Regions from separate parts of the Mus musculus genome. Here all the other regions are linked to region 1. The links are chromatin contacts, called in public Hi-C, HiCAR-type and promoter capture Hi-C maps. All regions are on one chromosome and are shown on one strand. The core of a region is the stretch at or near the end of the contact, and the rest is flanking DNA. Distances in the headings are between cores, read along the strand shown. Region 1 holds the start of Uba5 (ubiquitin-like modifier activating enzyme 5). Region 2 holds the start of Tex264 (testis expressed gene 264). Region 3 holds the start of Dusp7 (dual specificity phosphatase 7). Region 4 holds the start of Dcaf1 (DDB1 and CUL4 associated factor 1). Region 5 holds the start of Twf2 (twinfilin actin binding protein 2).

Evidence for each region. Promoter capture Hi-C pulls out the DNA fragments that hold promoters and counts their contacts. Hi-C and Micro-C count contacts between places; a contact is called where the count stands out from the background. HiCAR-type assays count read pairs that join an accessible place to other places.
Region 2: a contact with region 1 is called in a promoter capture Hi-C map of liver, with 4 times the contacts expected there. The contact joins the promoter of Tex264 here to the promoter of Uba5 in region 1. A contact is called at or near these places in 1 of 39 promoter capture datasets (liver), 1 of 115 datasets of contacts at active chromatin or transcription factors (astrocytes) and 1 of 9 other capture datasets (adipose tissue).
Region 3: a Hi-C map of B cells shows a contact between it and region 1, with 6 read pairs. The contact joins the promoter of Dusp7 here to the promoter of Uba5 in region 1.
Region 4: a contact with region 1 is called in a HiCAR-type map of astrocytes, with 4 times the contacts expected there. The contact joins the promoter of Dcaf1 here to the promoter of Uba5 in region 1. A contact is called at or near these places in 1 of 115 datasets of contacts at active chromatin or transcription factors (astrocytes) and 1 of 9 other capture datasets (adipose tissue).
Region 5: a Hi-C map of B cells shows a contact between it and region 1, with 6 read pairs. The contact joins the promoter of Twf2 here to the promoter of Uba5 in region 1. A contact is called at or near these places in 3 of 39 promoter capture datasets (cranial neural crest, hippocampal neurons and pre-B cells), 1 of 484 Hi-C or Micro-C datasets (B cells) and 1 of 115 datasets of contacts at active chromatin or transcription factors (astrocytes).

The regions. Positions count from the first base shown.
Region 1 is chr9:104,061,762-104,064,461 of GRCm38.p6, reverse strand. It overlaps Uba5 (ubiquitin-like modifier activating enzyme 5), which reads left to right and starts at 1,341. Exons shown (of 12, transcript NM_025692.3): 1 at 1,341-1,670. The coding sequence starts at 1,516. It overlaps Acad11 (acyl-Coenzyme A dehydrogenase family, member 11), which reads right to left and starts at 738. Exons shown (of 20, transcript NM_175324.4): 1 at 559-738. The coding sequence starts at 701.
Region 2 is chr9:106,684,539-106,687,238 of GRCm38.p6, reverse strand. Tex264 (testis expressed gene 264) reads left to right here and starts at 1,287. Exons shown (of 6, transcript NM_001081654.2): 1 at 1,287-1,404; 2 at 2,244-2,310.
Region 3 is chr9:106,367,339-106,370,038 of GRCm38.p6, reverse strand. It overlaps Dusp7 (dual specificity phosphatase 7), which reads right to left and starts at 1,407. Exons shown (of 3, transcript NM_153459.4): 1 at 716-1,407. The coding sequence starts at 1,241.
Region 4 is chr9:106,820,547-106,823,246 of GRCm38.p6, reverse strand. It overlaps Dcaf1 (DDB1 and CUL4 associated factor 1), which reads right to left and starts at 1,323. Exons shown (of 24, transcript NM_001373930.1): 1 at 1,156-1,323.
Region 5 is chr9:106,201,750-106,204,449 of GRCm38.p6, reverse strand. It overlaps Twf2 (twinfilin actin binding protein 2), which reads right to left and starts at 1,342. Exons shown (of 9, transcript NM_011876.3): 1 at 1,166-1,342. The coding sequence starts at 1,190.

The DNA.
Region 1 (2,700 bases), core at 92-2,591:
AAAATACCCTCTCTATTTACAAAACACCAGACTAAAACCAGATTCACTTGTCAGTGGGGAAAGGTATTCTTGGAGTCACCTCCTCCCGTTTAATTCCCTTGCTTCAAGAACTTAGGCCTTAAGTGGTGCTAAAAACAGTGAAGTGGAATGTCTAGAATCGAATTGGTATATTTTAGCTGGTATTATTAACCTAGCCCCAGGTGACTAAGGTCAATTAAACAAAATGGCACCAGCCCCTCAGAAACTGATCTTTAGATTGTAGCACAGAAGGTCACAGAAGATATCTATTAGGAATTCAAGAGTGTTCAGCCGCAACACTCTCGGTGAATTAGACACATAATTTTAGTCCTTAACAAGACTGCACTGCATAATGGATACTGCACCTCTGCTCCTGCCCTCTAATTCAGACTAGCCTGGGATTCGAGTACAAATTATCCAGGAAGCATCCTTGCAGGGAAAGAAATCCCGACCGGGCAAATGAGACACCCACCCAGGGCCAAAGGAAGCGAAGCACCAAGCACAGACATGTTCCCAGGAGGCAAAGGCTATGGTTGATACCTGTATTGAGTAACAGTCAGCACAGCCCGGGAATCTGACCCAAAGCCCGGCAAGTGCTGATTCAGGTAGGCCTCCAGGGACCTGAGGTCGAACTTGTGCTGGGGTAGCACTTCCACGGTGTCACTGGTGACATCCGTCTCCATGACCGCCACTGTTGTCACCGAGGAATCCACAGACTGTACGGAGGTTGCGCCAAGGCAGAAAGGAGACCGGCACTTGGGGGGGGGGGGGGGGGGGCGTGGTCGGGCGGGGCTTAGGAGAAGCCAATCACCGGGACTCTGGGCAGTGTTGCTGCAAAGCCATGTGGGAGGCGGAGTCTGGGACTCGGAGTCTGGTGGAGAAATAAAAGAATTGCCTGTTGTGGGACCAGACTTAGAATTTACCCTCAGCGTCAGAGCTGGAGTCCTCAGTCTTATAGAAAAACAAGGTCGCAAACGTGACTCTGGCGAATGAAGACAAACAGCTGTCACCCTAGACTAAGGACGCGCCAGCGGAAGACCTGTGCGGTCCGTGCAAGAAGAGAGTCCGCCAGAACCTTGAGCCTGCATTAAAAGACCCTGGTGTTTCTCATGGCCTCCTAGATAGGAAAGACGGAATGGCCGTCGACTTGATCTGGACACATATGATGCTGGCTCTGCTGAGACCTGGGTCTTGGTTCTAGAGAAGAAAGCTAAGTGTTTTGAGGAGTGTTTTTATTTATTATTATTATTTTTTTTTTTTTTTTACCGAGCGGAGCGATGGCGGCGGCGCACCGGAAGTGGCACGCCGGAAGCCCGGTGGGCGTGCCGGAGACGTGTCTTACTGGGAGCCTTGGAGCCGCTTCGCCGGTGTCTGGACCTGGAAGGCTGTGTCTGTTCCTCCTGCGCTTCGTGGGCCCAGCGAGGCAGCGTGGGGAGGCGGCGACGACGGCGACGGCGGCGGTCCGGCCTGGGATCGGAGGCCACCGGGAGCCCAGCCATGGCCGACTCGGTGGAGCGGCTGCGACAGCGGGTTGAGGAGCTGGAGCAGGAACTCGCCCGGGAGAGAACCCGGCGCTCTGGAGGGGACGGCCACTGCGGCCGGACCCGCATCCAGGAGATGAGCGACGAGGTGTTGGATTCCAATCCCTACAGGTGATCCATGACGGGGCGGGCAGGGCCACGCTCCGCGCGAGGGATTCAGCCGGCCTCCTGCCGCTCCTTTCCTGCTGTGGAGGTCCAGTTCCCAGATGGGCAAGGCCATGTCTTATGCTAGTCAGAAGATATTCTTCACCAAGCGAGTTGGCTCACGATTCATCGTAGCATTCGGGAGGGTGAGGTAGAGGGGGTTGTCGTGAGGTCCAGGTCAGTCTGGGCTACAGGAGTTGTAGGCCACTTTGGGCTGTGTAGTGAGACCCCTTTTTTTCTGCAAGGAAGGAAAATAACATTTTATTAAAAAAAAACAAACAATCCAAGCCATCCATCCATATGGTGGAGCTCTTCTGCCTGCTGTCCTGTACCCAGTTTCCTGTCACCATTATCTTTATTAGTCTACCTGGCTCTGCATCGGCTGATGCATAGAAAGCTCTGTCAGAGTATAATATCTCATGTAAAGTCGCCGAGGATAGAGCACCGTTTCCTAAATGCCTCTTGGTGTAACTTAGATGGAGCAGGGTGAGGGAGAGTTAGTTACTAGGGTGCTCACGAATATCCCTGAATATTGGCTTTGCCAGGGCTCCTGACCCCTCCTCTTTGCTCTCCTTAAATGGGCTTAGAAGATTGAGTGGCTTCACTTCTCAGCTTACTGAGTAGTCAGTAACTTAGAACGGTTTCTAACAGCTGCTGAACTTCTGGGTGAGATTGTTCCCTGTAAGTGGGGCCACAGGAACGCCTGTTTCCGCCATAGTTCTGAAGACTGAAGCAGTTTATGTGCAGTTCTTAGAACAGCAGTCGTGCATGGCAAACCTCGTAGACGACCACAGTCGGCAGCATGCTGTTAGACCTCCCGTTACATGTATGTTTCTTCTCACCACGGTCCTAGGGGATTGCTGATCATTTTCTCTCATCCTGGAGGTGAGAAAAGTGTAGGGAGCTATTTTAGATGGACTGCAGTATACAATAGAATCTGTGGCATTAGGTCCCTCCCCAGCAAGTCTCTAAGGCTATAAGCAGTGAGGCTAAAACC
Region 2 (2,700 bases), core at 38-2,537, 2.6 Mb before region 1:
CTCCTGACAGTCATTTCCTGACACAGGCTAATGAGTTTCAGAGAGACAGAATTAACATGTGCTCTGAACCTGGGCCATGTGCCCTTCGTGTCTCAAGAACCCTATCTAGTGTACAGCCCACCTGCCCGAAGCAGCCAATCATTACCATGTTTGATGTTCACGGTAAAATAGCTATAATGACTTTCCTGCCCTCTCTACTTTGAAGACTTTTGAGTAGCTAGCTGCTTTTTCTTACCAGCCTGTCTACAGCATTGGGACATTTGTCTTGTGGATGACATTCAAGATCACATGTTACCCCATGGCTGCTGGCTTTTTCCAAAGTCATCTTATATGCTCTTTGGGTGATCAACTTTCCATAAAGCAATCTTGTCAGAAGTACTAATATAGTCCTTGGCCCAGCCTGTCTGGCATCAAGATTTATAAACAGCCAAGTTTACAAGCATAGTGGCCTTCCTCACTTCCAGCATAGATCTGGGCGTCTCAGGAGGTGCCCTCAGTACAGTGCTTTGAGATTCATAGGTCATCAGATCCTAGCTCAAGATTGAACCTGTATTGAAGGAGCTTACCCTTGACTTGGGAGTTACCTAAGTTATATTAACTTAGTAGAAACTCCCAGCAACCACAGCCAGGGCTGTGAAGTAGAAGCTTTGAAAAGAGGTGTTCCCTGGAGTGAACTTCCGGAGGCCAAGGCTTTCATTTGGTTCACTCAGTGTTTCCATAATAAAGGTTGGATGGAGGGATGGTCGTCCCTATGCTCAGAGAATCCCTGATGGGTGGCTGAGTGAAGACACTTAAATTTGCATTCTCCAGAGATTGTTCAGAGCATCTTTTGTTTATCCATAGCTTCCTCAGCTGTTAAGACCTGAGCAAGCGGCCAGACTTGAGAAGGTTCTGAGGGAAGGTGGCGAGAGTAAGACTGGTTCAGTTAGTAAGAGGCCGACATTGCTGTGCGGATCCTCTCTAAAATGCACAAACACTATTCAGTCCCGCTTTGGCTTCCTGGGCTTCTGGAGCAGGCAAACAGGCTGACTTTCCCGGTGCTTGGAGCCCGCCTTCACCCCTGCGCCTTCCCTTCCCTCCCTGTCGGCCAGGATACCTTGGGGTATTGGTTGGTTGTTGCTTGATCACCTTCAGGAGTTCCCCTTCATTGGAAGCAGGAATGTGTGTTGTGGGCCCAACCCAGCTGGGGGGGGGGGAGGCGGCGGGGGAGGCGTGCATGTTACCAAGGAGACGGGGCGGGGCAGGCCTCCGCCCTCCAAATCTGGAGCGCACGCGCCCACAGCCACGGTCACGTCCCGCCGCGAAAGGGGCGGAGCGAGCGCGAGGGGCAAGCGCACACAGGCTCCACGACTGAGCCCCTATCTTCCTCCGGCGCCCGTCCGCGTCCGTGGGGCCGCCGCTGAGGTGAGGGCGGGGCCAGAGGCGAGGCGTTCCCGACGGGGTGTCTGCCGGGGCTCCCCCTCATCCCCTCCCGCCTGCTCCCCGCGGCCTGAGCCGCCCTCTGCCCCGCGTCTGACTCACTGCTGGCCCAGCCTGCTTCCCGGGCCTGAAAGCGACGGGGAGGCGGTCCTGACCTCTCGGCGCGGATCCTGCCTCGGTGCTGGGTGCGGGAACGTCCGGGGTCCGTGGGACTAGAGGGGAACGGGCGGGGCCCTCACCTTTCAGCAGCGCTGCCTGTGGCCGCGCGTCGCGTCGCCGCTCCAAACTTTAGCGTGTCTGAAGTTGCAGAGGTGCAGGAGGCCGTGAAGCGAGCCGGGGCGGCAGGAAGCCGACAGCACGAAGCGGCGACCCCAAGGCCCCCCGGCTGCTAGCACCCAAGTTCGCCGGCGCAGGTCCCTTTAAGGGCCCGGCCCTCCGCAGAGCGCACGTGAGCGGCCTCCGGAAGCCTGCGCCTAGTCCCTACTCCGACGCTTGCGGGCCAAGGAAGTCATCTCTACCCTGCACCTCTGACATTAGTGGAAACTGAGGCCCAAGAGAGGGCACACGCTGCCCAAGGTCAGCAGCAGGGGTTGCGTTGGCGCCAAGTGTGGTAGTCGGGCCCAGTGAAGATCATAGGCATGACGTTGTGAAGCTGGACTTGGCCTGACTCCCCCCCCCCCCCCGCGCGATCTGAGGGTGGGGTTGGCGCGTTTGTAGACGGGTCCCCGTTCTGTGGGCTTTCCCTGGAACAGGGTTACTCAGGGCCTGCTTTGCTCACTGCCTGTGTCTAGGGCTGGGATGACTGTTCCTTTCTGCCCCCCTAGCGCCGGAGTACTGGAGCCCTGCTGGACTGGATGCTATGAGTTGCTAAAAGTGAGCCTGACTTTTTCGGTGAGCCTTCCCATCCCCTGTCCTCGCCTTTCTCTATTGGGTGTGGGGAAATTTGCCTTACTTCTTCCTTGGCTGACCAAAGCTCTGGGGATGGGCAGAAACATAGCCCCCTTTTTCTGAACAGTTTGCGAAGTGGAAGGAAGAGACAGGTTGGGAGCTAAGTTCCCTTAAACAGAAGTGTGTGGCAGTGCTTGTCACTCCCAAGACAGGCTATGGCCTAGATATTGAGAGCTTCTAGCCTTGAGATAAGCGAGGGCCAAAAGATGAAGTGCCTTTTTGGAAACCAGAGGAGGGAAAAACTGTCAGTGAACGGCGGTTAGACTGTTGGGTTCCCATGGCCTGTGTTTTGGTCCAGGTGGCTCAGTGTAATACCTATGTGACCTTGGGCAA
Region 3 (2,700 bases), core at 158-2,657, 2.3 Mb before region 1:
GGACTCCCCTCCCCTCCCAGCCTGTCTGCTGCCAGCAAGAGGCCATTTTGGAATGTTAATTGGAAACACCGGCTGCAGCCAATAGCTCCCCTCACCCCCTGGCCCGCAGGCAAGCTGCCTGTCTCCCCCTTCCATAAACTCAGGGGCAGCGAACTGAGGCCCATTCCCCATTCCCCAACACACACACACACTCACACCTGGGCCACTGCCCACACATCTGCAGAAGTGCCTCCAAGCCGTGATTCTGATTGATAGGGGCCATAGTGGGATCCCAGAGAAACCATCATAAACGGGCCCATGCACTGGAGGGTGGGTGATACTGAAAAAGGTACCTTCCCGATCCTATCTTCCTAATGACATAAATTCCTGTGGGCCCTGCTCTTTTCTGGGTTCCAGTACCGATCTCTCCCTTCCTCCGAGCTCAACTGGAGCCTGTGCGCTGTTGTCTACCCATCCACAGAGAAAAAAATTAAATAGGAAAGGGAAAGTTTGTTTCAGCCACTGAACGGTGCTGAGAAAGAGAACACAGATCGGGTTCCCTGTGCCTGGCTAAATCCACACCTTAGGGGATGGCTCCCAGAAGGGCGGATTCGGACCAGGGGCGACGTGGCGCCCGGCCTGGCCAAGCGAGTGGAAAGGAAACAGCCTGCAGCGAGGGCGCCAGGGAGCAGAGGCGCAGCCCCAATACCGCCTGGGGTCTAGGTTCTGTCCTCACCTTGGAGGTAGTAGGCCTGGCAGCCGTCGTCTCGCAGCTTCTGCAGGAGCAGGCCGAGAACGGAGGCGGGGGCGCCGGGCTCGGGCTGCCACTCCGCCGTGGCCTCGTCGTAGAGCAGCACGGTGGCCGCCTTGCAGCGCGTGGCGAAGCGCTCCTTGTCGGCATGGTTGGGAATGATGGAGCGGATGGGCAGGTTGCCTTTGCGCAGGCGGCGCAGCATGAGACCCGGGATGGCCAGGTTGATGGCCGTCTCAATGTGCGACGATTCGAAGAGCTCGTGCGGCCGGCAATCTAGCAGCAGCAGGGACGCGCCACCGCGCGCCTCCAGCTCCTCCTGCAGCCACTCGGCGCTCTTGCAGGGCATGGCCCCCGCTCCCGTCGTCGCTCCCGCTCCGATGCCTGCGCCGGACCCAGATCCCGCACCGGGCTCCGACCCCGCCCGAGTGCCCCCAGCCGCCGCCGCCGCCGCCGCCCCCGAAGTCGACATGTGCGCCCGCACTGGGGGCCCGCGGAGCTGGTTTTTCATGGGGATCCCGGGGCCGGGGCCGGGGCCGGGCAACCCAGCCCTGGGACGGCGCCCCGGCCGCGCTGGCCCCAGCCGCGTCTCCGGGCGCCCGCCTCCCGCCGAGCCGCGCGCCCGCCGCCCCGGCCTCCCAGCCTCCGGCCTCAGTCCCGCCCGGCCGGCCCTCCGCGCGTGCCGCGGCCTGACAGCCCCAATTAAACCGCGGCTCCGGCGGCCGCGCGCCCGGGCGTCCTCCGGGAGGCGGGGCCGTGAGGCCGGCGCCTGGGCTTAAAGGCACCGCGCCTCCGCAGCCCCTCCCCCGCAAGCGGCGCGGGAGCGCCCTCGGCCGGCTCCTACGGGCCCGCCTAGCCGGGACCTGGCTACCACCTGCCCAGGGGCGAGCCAAGGCGGCCTCGCAGATCTCTGGCTGAGCGCCTACATCTGTGCCTTGCAGAAAGGCTGCACTGGGACCCCACCTAACATTTACAGAAGCAGAATTTCTTCAGGATTGGGGGCAGGGGGCGGTCACCCAGAGCCAGTCTTCCCTCCTCTTGTCTGTTATCCTCATTCATTCTCTGATAGCGTTCATTCAACAAATGGAAACTGAATTCCTACTACGTGTCGTGCTCTGTGTTAGGCGGTCTTAGTTTCAGATGACCGCATCATCCCAACCCTTGATGGCCATAGGTTCCAGACCTGAGTTGGAGGGTCTGCTGAGGGAATAGGTGACTTGGGTTGGGGGGGGGGTGTTCAAGGACCGCTCTCGCAAATCGCAGGCAGAAGTGGAGGAATTCTGAAAGGACCAACCCTGGGTAAGGGAACGCGAGCTCTTTAAGAAAGCTTTTACAAGTGCGGTGGTGACTGGCCCGGAGTGAAGCGCCACGTGACTTTCCTATTGGGGCGGGTAGGAGGGAGGGAGCGCTCCATAATCAGCTTCCCTTCGCCTACCTCTCTCTCCAGGCACCAATCAAGTTTCGCGGTAGGCGGGCACGCGCTCGGCAGATAGTCAATCGCCGCCGAAAGAGGCTGCGGGGAAAGGAGGCGGGTCCCGCGGCGGGTCCACCCAGCTGGAAGTGGGCGGGGCCTCGTCCAGCGTGCTGTTCGGGCTCTCAGGCGGGTGGGGCTCAGGAGGTACGTGGCTCTGCAGGTAGGGCTCAAACAAAGCGGCAGGACCGACCGCAAGGTTTTGACCAGACCAAGGCGGTCTTTCCTTGGAGGGAGCTGTTCCTCCCAAGCCCCGAGTGCATTCTCTTAACAGGCTGGGGATCCCAACTTGAGGCTTAGTCCCTCACTCCGTCCCGGGCTAGTCATCTCTGAGCCAACTTGACCCTAACCCGGGATTGCGGTGTCAGGGGTGTCCGATCGGGCTACAGTTTCAATCTCCATCTCCCAATTAAATGTTCTCCCCCCTCCCTTTTTTTCTCAGCCGCAGGAGCCCTCTTCTACATTCGCTTAGAGAAAGGCCACAGTAGGGCAGCCAGGG
Region 4 (2,700 bases), core at 74-2,573, 2.8 Mb before region 1:
AAACAAAAACACAAATCTTGAGATCAGACTGAAATGTACATATGCTTATAAAAGCCTTGAAGGTAAATGCCAGTAAATCCAAGGAGAAAAAAAGCCTTCAAAAGCTTGCAATAGGAAGATAGTGCTACAATAAGTTAAAACGTGCATGCTACTTAAAAGTCTTTGCCTGAAAGTTAAAAAAAAAAAAAAAAAAAAAACAGCAAACCCGGCAGTGGTAACAGACGCCTTTAATTACAATACTAGAGGCAGAGATAAAAGGATATCTTAGTTCGAAGCCAGCCTAGACTACAATGAGCTCCGGGAAAAAAAAAAAAAAAAGAGCAACGTAAGATAAACAAAAAACGAGTCATTTGTTCCTCAAAAACTACTACTAGACACACCGCAAGAGTATTTCCTCATCAAATGTTAAAACCACAGCAGTAAGAGGAAACGGACCGACACTTTCTAGGAACAGAAGACAAAGTATGGCAAATGCCCTTGAAAGCCCAACAAACAACTAAAAGCCCTCGGAATAAGCGCTGGGGAAACCTGGCAGGCAACCTTAGGTCAGACTCTGGGCGTCTGGACACCCACATACCTCTCTCCCCGTCCCCTCGCTACTGCATTGTACAAGTGGGAGGGGTTCCCGCCGAGCTCCGCCCCCTCCCCGGTCGGAGAGCCGGGAGGGTGCAAGTGGGAGGTGGCACGGAGCCGACCGAGGGAAAAGCCCGCCCAGGTGACTGAGGCTGGAGGCGGGGACACCGTTCCTGAAGGGGTCCGCCGGGCGGCATGGGAAAGAAGATGCCCCTCGTCCCGTGAGGGACAGAGACTTGGAGTGGAAGAGAGAGATTCAAAGAGCACCTCCTTTAGGTAGAGGCGAGCATCCCCTGCCCTCCACACCCCGGCGGAAGAGTTACTCTAAAGAGGCTTCTTTACAGGACGGGAGGAAGGAGCCGGAGGCCCCGCCCCCGGGCCCGGGCCCGGGCTCGGAAGGAGAGCCTCGTCAGGCCCCGGGCCCAGCCGCCTCGGTGGGCTCGCCCAGCCCCTCGCCGCCCGCAGCCGAAGCAGGTGCCGCCCCTCCCCCCAGCGCGGCGCCCACTCTCCCGCCCAGCGGGCCGCGCGCTCGCTCTCCTCGTGCCCCTGCCAGAGAGCCGGCCCCTTCCTAACCCCGCTCACCTTCGCGAGCGGCTCCGCCGCTTCTCCCCCCGACCCCTCCAGCGGCCACGGTTCTCACACACTGCCTCTGGTCCCGCACTCACTCTCCCTCACTCACTCACACACACACATATACACACACACAGCGCGACCACGGCTCCTGAGCGGCCCACATATTATGCGTCACTCGCAGGCTACGTACTGGTCGCGCGCGCACTCAGCGCGCGCGGGTGTGTAACGTTGGCGCGAGGCTCCGGAGCGGGGAAGGGGGAGGAGCCGAGGGACATCAAAGCGCTCCTGGGAAATGAAGTTTCCGCGTTTAAGGGCGGGGGAGGGATGATGGCGCTAGACCTACCATTAAGCACCACCTCAGCGCATTGACTTCTGGGATTCGTAGTTTTCTTTAAGGCGGAAGTGAAAAGTAAAGGAAGGAATAGATCTTTCTAAAAGCCCGGGCTGCCCGAATTTACTTAATTCTACCCTGTGTCATCTAAGGGCTCAGTAGGACACTGCCACATCAGGCTCGGAAGGATGCCAGGGTCAAAGAATGCATTTCACACAAATGTATTCAGAAACAACTGTACTCGTTAGAAATTCGTCGGTTTTCCTTTGTCTTTCTGTTAAAAACATATTCGACAGGAATCAAAAAACATCAGTTACCATGTATTATATGTGAGGCAGAAAAATGAAAGCCCTTTGGTGAAAACAACTAATCACGGAGGCCATCTAATTCAATTTATCAATTTTAGAGTTAAGGAAAATGAAACCCACAGTAAATGACTTGCCTAACTTCACAAACCAAAGGGAAGCTGCATCGGAAGGATCTGGTTTTGACCCAGCGATTCTGTGTGATAACATGGAAGATTACGATAACTCCACAATTGAGCAGAATCTTGACAAAACCTACCCAGACGTCAGGATTCATGCAACTCACTATTGTTCTTGGCATTCTGAGCGAGTTCTGTGCGTTTCCATAGAGCGATTACAGCCAATACGTTCTTGTGGAAATTATAAGACACTGTGGACCTCTTGTCATGATCAGATTCTACGGCTGTTACTAAGCCTGTATCAGAAGAGTGGTAGTGGCAGTGGCGCATGCCTTTAATCCCAGCACTTGGGAAACAGAGGCAGGCGGATCTCTGAGTTCAAGACCAGCCTGGTCTACAGAGTGAGTTCCAGGACAGCCAGGGCTACAGAGATTTCCCTCTGGAAAAAAAAAAAAAAAAAGCAGGAAGAGGAAGGGGAAGAAGAAGAGACAAAGAAAGAAAAGAAAGAAAAGCAAGCAAGCAAGCAAGCAAGCAAGCAAGCAAGCAAGCAAGCAAGCAAGCAAGCAAGCAAGAAAGAAAGAAAGAAAGAAAGAAAGAAAGAAAGAAAGAAAGAAAGAAAGAAAGAGAAAAGCAGCAGCCAGTATCTTAGGGCTTAAATCCACTACCACCCTACCCCCACCCACCTGAGCACTTCGTTCCTTCCTCACTCAATTATGTGCTTGGAGTAACAGCTGCTTGAAATACAAATTCTAGAGGGTGAATAGCAGTGCTACAGGCATATAACTTGTAATCACGCTCT
Region 5 (2,700 bases), core at 93-2,592, 2.1 Mb before region 1:
CATCCACCAAGCAGCCACAACCGCAGGCAGGGATTCCGGCAGTCAGGCTGGTCGATGGTGGTAGCCCTGGTCAGGGAATCATGATGTGGTGGTAGGAGTGGCTGATGGCCAAACCAACAAGCTGTCTGGGCAAGCAGCCTGGCCTTCCCTACTGGCCAGGGAAGCAGCCCTTCCAGGCCCATAACAAATGGGGACAAAATACCTGGCTCCCAGCTATTGCTTCTTTCTTAAGTCTCTCCAAGGAGGAAACTGGGGCCCTGGAGGGGGGCTATGGGTGTCACGCCCTGGGCTGTAGAAGCTTCCTGTAGATGAGGGTGGAGGCAGGAGCTCCCCTATAAAGTCTGAATCCTGACCCGTTCCCCTGCTTCCAGCTTGAAGTTGGGACTTTGCAGGCCTGGCTGGAGCAGCGATAGAGAGATCACAATGGAAAAGGGAAGAAGTCAGAGGCCAAGGTCAGATGTGCAGTTCTCCCCATTCTACTTAAGAAGGAGGGCTCCATTCCAGCTTCTGTCCAACCTAGTCTGCAAGAGTCTAGGGGTCCTGAAAGGAGAAAAGGTCAGGCTACCCTCTCCACACATACACATAAGCCCATGTCAGTCATAAGACACCCATGCAAACACCCATGCTAACACACACATACTGAGATGTGCCTGAACTGTGCACACATGCAGATACCCACAGTTTCTGTGCGTGCAGCCAGGAAACACTGATGTCTGAGATGGAACCTAGAGTGTCCAAAACCAGCCACTAGTGCATGCACACGAAGAAGCCTGGACAGGCATAACCAAGTCTCATCCAGATGTGCACATACTGGACTGTATACAGAGAACATGTGTACACCCATGTACACTTTTCCAGATGTGCACATCCGGGTACACCCCACCTCCAGAAAAGAACAAAAATACCCAGACCAGTATACACAGGCACATCCGCCCCCAGTTGGGTACACAAGATACTTCCACCCTCGCTGTGTGCATCCATGTGCACCCACTCCCAGCTATGTACAACAGTCTGTTCTGCCCCAAGACGTGTCCATCCCAGGGACTCGCGGTTGCAAAAGAGAACAGGAAGCTTCCCAGGAGGGTACAAGGAAGAGAAGGATGAAGGGACCTAGCGCGGAGAACCAGCGCGGCGGAGCCCCTGTCCGCCCTCCATCCGCCCTCACCGTGGATGCCGGTCTGGTGCGCCATGGCTCAGCTTTCGGCTCGCCCGTGCCGTCGGAGTTCTCCTCTTGGTCCTGGCCCGGCTCGACTCGGCTCGCCTGGACCCAGAGCTCCGGAGGATGTGGCGACGGCACCGAGCCTCGCGCAGCTTCCCGGGCGGTGCCGCAGGACCCGCCCCCAGCGCGCCCCGCCCCCGGAGGGCGAGGCCGGCAGAGGCGGGCATTGGTGCCGCGCGTGCGCGCAGCGGGCGCCGGGGTCCGGATGGCCCAGTGCCCGGCCGCTACCACCTTCATGGCCAAGAAGGGGCCCCAAGGGATTGTGTGGGTGGTCCCTTGTAGGCCAGGATCCTGGAGGTCTGTGGGCGGATCCGCACTTGGGCGTGGGAGGGGCTGTGAGCTTGCCGCGGAGGAGGTTTGAGAGTGAGGGCCGATCCAGGCGTACCCGTTTGTGATGGTGAGGTGATCTCAGTGTAGGTGGGCACGCGCTCGTGTGTGGTCGTGAGTGTGAGTGTGTGTGTGTGTATGTGTGTGTGTGTGTGTGTGTGTGTGTGTGTGTGTGTGTGTGTGTGTGTGTGTGTGTGTGTGTGTGTACTGATTTCCTACCAGTCATCAGGTGCACGGTGTCTGGAGCCCAACGCTGAGAAAGTGAATGGCCATAGGAGGAAATGAATTTTGGAAGGAATACGGTAGGAGAGACCGAGGTGACCTAACAAGGCTGAGGAAAGTTTTCCAAAAAGACGGTGCATGTGCTAAGTGTGACCCAGTGGTGGAAGGACTGGAAGTCAACCTGAGGAACTTCCCAATTCCTAATGACCTTGCCTCTATTCCCAGCAGCCTTTCCTACTGCTCTTACAGACTAACGGCCGAATAGCAGCTAGTACTCTTTAACCTCAGAAACATCTCTCCACCCTGGACCTTGTTATTAAAAAATAGATAAACGGGACTGGACAGATGGCTCAGTGGTCAAGAGCATTAGCTGCTTTTGCATAGGACTCAAGTTTGGTTCCCAGCACCCACATGACACAACTGTTCCTTCTTCTGGCCTCCTGGGATTAGACACGGACATTGTGCACATAGATACATGCGGGCCAAACACCCAGACACACACCAAAATTTTTTTTTTACTGAAATAAATAAAAACTTTAAAAAATAGATAACTTAATGAGAGATGGCTCAGTCAGTAAAGTGCTGAGTTAGCATATAATTTCAGATTCCCGGCAACAGAATGAAGACACTTGGCTTTCCCCTTGGACTGTGCAGGGAGGCTGGGGACCTTGGGAGAGGGAGTTTGAGGAGACAGGCCAATACCTATTGGGGCTTATTTGCTTATTAGTCAGCCAACCCAGCCAAATGGAGAGAGAGAGAGAGAGAGAGAGAGAGAGAGAGAGAGAGAGAGAGAGAGAGAGAGAGAGAGAGAGAGAGAGAGAGAAAGCGCAATAGAGGCTGACTGGCTGGCATCCACCTCTGGTTTCCACATTGTACTCTAACATACACAGTGTATGTATATACTACACACACACACCCCAAATCTGTGAGAG